2 separate regions of the Rattus norvegicus genome follow, and region 2 is linked to region 1. A link is a contact called in public Hi-C data. All regions are on one chromosome and are shown on one strand. The core of a region is the stretch at or near the end of the contact, and the rest is flanking DNA. Distances in the headings are between cores, read along the strand shown.

The links. Hi-C and Micro-C count contacts between places; a contact is called where the count stands out from the background.
Region 2: a contact with region 1 is called in a Hi-C map of psoas muscle, with 2.1 times the contacts expected there. The contact joins the enhancer-like site here to the promoter of Pfn2 in region 1. A contact is called at or near these places in 2 of 12 Hi-C or Micro-C datasets (mammary epithelial cells and psoas muscle).

The regions. Positions count from the first base shown.
Region 1 is chr2:144,221,202-144,224,836 of GRCr8, reverse strand. It overlaps Pfn2 (profilin 2), which reads left to right and starts at 1,901. Exons shown (of 3, transcript NM_030873.2): 1 at 1,901-2,162. The coding sequence starts at 2,031. The region is part of intron 1 of Rpl12-ps2 (ribosomal protein L12, pseudogene 2); the gene reads left to right.
Region 2 is chr2:144,348,027-144,351,661 of GRCr8, reverse strand. The region is part of intron 1 of Rpl12-ps2 (ribosomal protein L12, pseudogene 2); the gene reads left to right. Among named protein-coding and RNA genes, the nearest start is that of Kmt5al1, 90 kb to the left of the region's middle. Within about 2 kb of position 1,736, at least 3 of the 93 cell types and tissues checked have an H3K27ac peak or open chromatin away from gene starts, as enhancers often do.

The DNA.
Region 1 (3,635 bases), core at 652-3,151:
AAAAAGGCAGAATAAGAAATAGGAAAGAGTGAGGGAGATTAAATCAGGTGAGGACACAATGGCAGAAGTGGATGGATTCCTTTATAAGGAGAATTCTCTATCTTCCAAACATGAGGACAAATAATCTCTACTTGACAGTTGACTACTCTGTTGTTGGTCCTACTCGAGGTGGCTTGAATGAGAATGGCCCCCAAAGGCTCATATATTTGAATGGATAGTCATCAGGGAGTGACACTACTTGGGAAGGATTAGTAGGTGTGGCCTTGTTGGAGGAAGTGTGGTACTGTGGGTGGGCTTTGAGGTTTCCAAAGTCCAATTCAAAACCAGTGATGCTCTCTTCCTGCTACTTTGGGATCCAGACATAGAACTCTCAGCTATTTCTCCATATCATGCCAGACTGCATACTTCCAGGCATGATGAGAATGGACTAAACCTCTGGAACTGTAAGCCAGGCCCCAATTAAATGCTTTCTTTTATAAGAGTTGCTGTGGTCACAGTGTCTCTTCATAGCGATCAGAACTCTAAGACATTATTTTTTTTAAAGCCCAATAAATAAATAATAAATAAAAGTTCAGTGATGCTATTATAAAATTGTCAGTGTGCTCCACAACTTTAAACTTGATGATAGTTTGCAATCTACTGGAGCTTTCTTTCCCTTAATAAGCAGGTCGGGTTTGTCACCTCAAACTGGTCATCGTTGGGGAACATCTGATGCTGAGTCTAGACCCAGCACATAAAGTTAATAAAGATGTAGGAGAATGTTCGGAGACTCTTAAACCATTTCCCACCCTGTCATATACAAGTCTTCCTCGGATGTAGATTCTGAATTATTTTCACCATTTAGTACAGTGGGTCTCAACCTGTGGGCCTCAAACCCTTTGGGGGCACATATCAGATATTTACATTATGATTCATAACTAGCAAATTTACAGTTATGAAATAGCAACAAAATAATTTATGGTTGGGGGGTTAGCACAACATAGGTAACTGTGTTAAGGGGTCACGCTCAGCATTAGGAAGTTTGAGAACCACTGGTCTAGTTCAATGAATCTTTTCTAGCTCGACTATTCTTTGTATTTCGTGGATGTATTTAACGCACAGTAACTTTTCCAGTTACCAAGTACGCATAGGGTCTGGTTTTTTTGTTTTGCTTTGCTTTGCTTTTTTTAGTTAGAATTTCTGGACCGTTGAGCCCCATGTGTGATTAGCAGCACTGCGTTCAGGGCAAAAGCTCCACTGAACCTGGAGTTCCTCGTACTCAAAGGAGGCAACAAAGAGCTGCGCTGCTCCGTTGCCACTGCTCTGATTTCAGGAGCGTGCGAGGCGCAGCTGGCCAAGGTCTTTCAAGAGACACCTCCCCAAGTGTGGGCAACCCGCACTGGCCGCTCCCACTACAAAGAGTAAACCCTCGTCTGCATCCCGTCACCAGGGCAACCCTGCCACCCGACACCGGTGCTGTCAATAAATACCGCGTCCAGGGCTGGCACTTGAGGAGTGAGCACCGCGGCCGCCGTGCACCCAGAGCTCTGGCACCCTACGGCGCCCACTCAAGCTGCCTCGCCTCATAGCCTGCGGTGAAGCCTCCGCCGCCGCGCCCCAGCCCTGCTCCCGCTCGCCTGCCGCACGTGTGGGCCGTGATTGTCCCCGGCGGTATCCCTCCGCGCCCCCGCCTCAGCTCTCCCGCCCTCCCCGGGACCCTCGCCGGCTGCGCTGCGGAAGGATCGCACGCACGCGCGTACACGTCCCGCTGGCCGCGGAGAGCCGAGGGAGCTGCGGTGTGAGTCGGCCGTCGCCAGCCCCGCTGCAAGCGTCGCTCAGCCGCTGGCCCCTGAGCCCCGCGGCCGCGGCCGCCCGGCGCTCCCCGCTGCGGGTCCTGTCCCCGCCCGCCGCAGTTCCCCGGAGAGGGGCGGTCGGTGCCTGCGCAGAGCCGCCTCCTCCCCGCCCCCGCCCCGCCTCCACCGCCGCCGCCGCCGCCGCTGCTGCTGCGCCTCTGCTCCTGCCGTCCCCGCTGCAGTGCGAAGGGCTCGAAGATGGCCGGTTGGCAGAGCTACGTGGATAACCTGATGTGCGATGGCTGCTGCCAGGAGGCCGCCATTGTCGGCTACTGCGACGCCAAATACGTCTGGGCAGCCACGGCCGGGGGCGTCTTCCAGAGCATCACGGTGAGGCCCGGGGGCGCCGAGCCGGCAGGTGTGCGGCGGGCCTGAGGAAGGGGACGCCCGCCCGCGAGGAAGGGGATGAGGCCGGGGCTGAAGGATAGGGTACCGCCGGCTGAGGAAGGGCATGCAGCCGGGGGGGCCCCCGTGCCAGCCGCTGAGCCTGGGGATGCTGCCCGAGGCCGCGCGGGGGCGGGGCGGCCGGACTCTTCGCCCCGGCGGCGCCCCGGCTTGCGGCTGCCAGGGTGGAGGAGGGGACGTCACCCCGGGAGGCCCCTCAGCGTTCGGGGAGCCCGGCGGGCTGCAGTGCAGGTCCCCGGGTGTGGGCGGGAGGTCCTAGGCAGCAGGCTGGCCCTGGCTCGGCAGTGTGCGCGGGATGTGGGTGGCGGCGGTGGCCGGGTCCCGGGAATTAATGGAGTGACTTTGCGTAGGCTTGCGGGTGTCCAGGCCTCCTAGGCTGGAGAGAAAGGTACGCGGACCACGTAGGTGGAATCGTGAATCTACTTCAGCTGTGGCTCTATAGTTTTTTTTTTCCTCCAAGATGGCGAACTGCCATTGATTTCTCTTCTCCACCTATAGAGATTCATCGATATACTGTTATCCCCAGTTACGCAACATAGCTCTAAAAAGGGGATGGTTTAAGGGTGATTTAAAAAAAAAATCTGGGGAGTCGCTGGGGGGGGGTGACACTTCTCAAGTCACTCCCTCTTTAGTGATGGTAGTAAAAGAACTAATACCGATATCTGCTTCACGTTGTCTCATCTTCATGTGACTTGATGGCATTTGACTCGGTTGCCACACGTTTGGAGTATATTCGTCAATCAGCCTCCAGCACTGCTTATTGTTATGCTCGTTTCTATGCAATGCTCTTCTTTAAAATTTTGGCACCAGTATCAAGTACAAGACCATTCCCTTAATTTCTTAGTTCCACACTCCCACTCCCTTCCCATCACCTAGGAAAAATCAAGTCCCATATCACAGGTGCTCAGCATTTTACTACTTAACATGGTTTAATATATCAGTGTGGATTCAGTCCATGATAGGAGTGCTTTAAGATCTCCTGTCCCCATGTGAGAGATCACAATTCCTACAGCGAATTGACATTTGGTGATTTAACTTTTTTTTTCTGCAGTCTTGCCTTTGTGTGTGAGTTCCCGCTGTCTGGCTTAAGAAGATTGCGGGAGTATGCTTGGAAATGGCTGGGGCCTGCTATGACTCTGCAGTTCTGATGGGGGCGACGCCTTCCTTCTTATTCATGGAATGTTAGAATGAACGTATTCTCTTTTCTATTCTGCCGGCTAACTCACTTTCCTTACCAATGCCCCTCCATTTTCTCTCTGATTTTACTATTGGTTACTGCAGTGCTGTAGACAGACTCCACACTGCATTTGTCCAGAAGGAAAAGCTGATTATTGAATGGAAGGGCAAGGCAAGTTGGAGAGAAAAAAGTGGCTAGAAAAATAGGAGGGAAAAACGAAC
Region 2 (3,635 bases), core at 487-2,986, 130 kb before region 1:
AGGATCTGCCCCCAAACTCCAAAATCCGTGTGTAGAAGGAGGCTCATAGTCCCGGTGATGAAGGCAGAAACAGGTAAATCCCCAGGGTTGACTGGCCAGTGGGCTTCAGGCTTTATGAAGCCCTGTGTGAAAAGAAGATGGTGCCTGAATAACAACAGCAGGTTGTCTGCGCCCCTACCACATCTACCCACACACATGCTTACACATGCAATAACACGTCTACCCACACTCATGCATACATATGCAATAACATGTCTACCCACACACATGCATACACATGCAATAATATGTCTACCCACACACATGCATACACATGCAATAATATGTCTACCCACACACATGCATACACATGCAATAACACGTCTACCCATACACATGCATACACATGCAAAATAAAATATGAAGGTGAAAAAATAATCGTCACTGAAAGCTACTAGCAGAAATTATGATCCTATCGGGTGGCAGATGTGGGGTTTATTGAATAGCGACTATAGTTTACAGCTTTTTACACGGAAAAATATTAGAAAATACACATCCAGGTTCAAATTTGTTATGTTGTGTTAGGAAAGCCAACTGCTTCAAACTTCACTTTCCTCATTTATAATACGAGAGCAAAGGTATTTAGAAAAAGTGTATTATATGCTTGTCTGTGAGGTAAATGGTAATATTTTTAAAGATCTGTTGATTAAAATATTGTTTGCATAGAGCAAATTTATGTTTTGGGAATAACATGCCATTTATTATGATGTATATAAGGAGTTAAAGAATGTAGTAATATAAGTAATAAGAAACAAGGGGGGAGATCTAATAAAAATAAAATTTAAACTTTTTATTTAAAAACAGTAAAATAAAAAAAGATTTTTAAAAAAGCCCTAAGGATATCCTTGGCTCTACAAATAGCAAAAAATGCTTTATTTCTTTAGTACCTAAAATCTGGAAGGAGCTGAAGGACATATGTATGTATTTACTTAATAGTGGGGGACCCACCATCATTTGGTGACAGGCGTGGTGTTCCAGTCAGTGGGATGAAATGCATGCGTCACACCAGTTTCTCTGGAGAGACTATTATTCATCACAGCAGTAATGTTCCCTTCACAAAGCTCCCACTGGAAGGGAAAAGGCACACTGGCAATTTATATACAAAAAGCAACCCACACTGGGCATTGAAAATTAGCTGGGAAACCTGTATGCAGTCTGTTAGTTATTCACAGACATGTTCTGACTTCTGATGGAAGGGCTGTGGTTTCATTATGTTATCATTACGGTAAAATCAGAAAGCAGCAGAGAAAGGTTGAAGAACTGGTTTGTAAACTTCTCTAGCTGGCAAACTGGAATATATGCGGGTTTTCTTGGTTTAGTTGCTGGGTAAAGATAGGCATCATTACATAGACCTGTGTTAGAGTAAGATGGTTGCTGTCCCTAGCTTTCACCTCTGTCCCACTGCTCCTCTGAGGTAGTTATGAAGTCACCCTCTTTCCTAGAAATACTGAACATTCCCTGCTGGAATTCCCTGGGTCTAGGATCTACAGACATTGCTTTTGTAAAGCAGGGCATGTGAGGAAAACATCTTTTAACACCAAAGGAAATGGTGTGATTGGAAAAGGTAAATGTACGGATTGTTCGGCAGATGAATCTGGATTTAAAACTAATAACATTTCCAGTTAACCCTACAGCCATTGCAGCTGCTCACTCTCCATTTCTCCCCCAAATGATTTAGCCCTGCATTCGCAGAGGCTTGGGTAATGTGCTATTCAAAAGTACATCCATGTACATCATCAGGCCTAATTATAACAGGAAATGTGAAAGAGACACGAGCCAAGAACATAATGTCTATTTTCAGATGGGAACCCCAAGTCCAAGAACACTTACCAATTTGCCTTAAATCTCACAACTAGTACGGAGGTGGGGCTGAAATCTGGTAAAGGAAGTGGGCCAACACTTTACGTTATGTACCTGGCACGCTTGCTAAAAAAAAGTAAGACTTCGTCTTCAGCCATGATAAGTTCAATCTGAATTTGAGTAATAAATCCTTAGCATCAGTAGTTCTGTCCAGCCCTAGCCTGGTAAGTGTGATACTAGGAAATACACAAGGCTGCTACCCTGTTAGCCCATTCTCCACATTATTCGTGCTCTACCCAAGAACCACTGGACTGAACAATACTCTGTAGCTAGCAAGCAAGCGGCACCAGAGTCACAAGCTTTAGTTTGGTCCTTCTCTTACAGTCATTATGGAGAGAGGCAGTAAACAGACACCACCTCCCAACCATTCTGGCTGCAGTGGGGAAGACAGACATGGTGGCTTGTGTCTGTCACTCCAGCCTTTGGGGAGATAAGGTTACTACAAGTTTGAGGCCAGCCTGGGCTACAAAGTAAGACCCTGTCTGGACAAAACAAAACAAGGTTACCATGAGTGCCCACAGGGGAGTGCCAGTGAGTCCACTAAGAAAGTGTCTTCTGGGCCTGGAGATATGACTCTGCAGTTAAAAATACTTAAGGGCTCTTGCCAGGACCCAGGTGTTGGTTTCCAGCACCTATGTGGCAGCTCTCAGCTATCTTTAATTCCAGTCCAAGAAACCAGATACTCTCTGCTGACCTCTTTAAGCGCAGGGTATTCATGTGGCGCACATACATACACATAGGCCAAGCATTCAGACACATCAAGTGAAAACAAAACAAAAAATGAAGAAAGGTTTTTTTGGGGGGGGGAGATGTCTAGGACTTGTTGTAAAGGATGAGGCGGGATTCTTCATGAAATGGAGAGCTGAAAGCATGTTTGTAGATCGTGATCCTAGCTCCCAGCTCTAAGGCAGGAGGAGTCAAGTACCAAGCCACCTTGGTCAGGCTAATAGGAAAACCCTGTCTCAAAACAAGACTAGACAAAGCAAAAACTAGAAAAGCAGAAGGAAATTCTAGGCACACCCAGAGAGAGACAGAGACAGAGACAGAGACAGACAACAGGAATAAATAAACCTTATGGCAAGGGGGTCAGGTGCATATTAAAGAGGAATGGTCCTTAATTATAATGGTCACTAATGCTCACTTAGCGTTTCCCTGTGCCAAGTGCTCCGAATGTATTTAATTCCCATCACCATCCTAGCAGGTGGGTAAAAGAAGAAATGGAGGCACACTGCTACTAAACCACTCAGCTTGTATCCCGGGGCCAATGCTTTCAACACTGCTATATGCTGCCTCCAGAGTGTGCACCTGAGTGTGTGTGTGTGAGCAAGAAGGGAGAAGAGGGAAAGGACATAGTAAAAACAGCATTGGAAAGCATGTGTACAGGAGAAGGCTTAATCCATTGGAGGGAGTAGCATAAGAACGTGAGCCTCAGTATTACCAAGGGAGCCTGAACAGTAAAGCCAAGTGTGTATTTCCAAGTGAGACTAGAAGTTGTGTCATTCAGGGGCTTGACTGTCCTTCCTTCTGTATGGGCTACAGATTTTTCTAGGTTGTGTGAGTAGCATATGAGTCTGTAGAACTGTGTAATCCTTTTGGATATACATCAGTATATCATATGATCATATCAGCACATCAGTATATGGTCAGTAAAAATAGGCTACTAACAACCCCAGTTTAGTGCTGCTATAAGTGTTACACACGATTCACAGGTAACACATAGAAATGCAACAAGGACA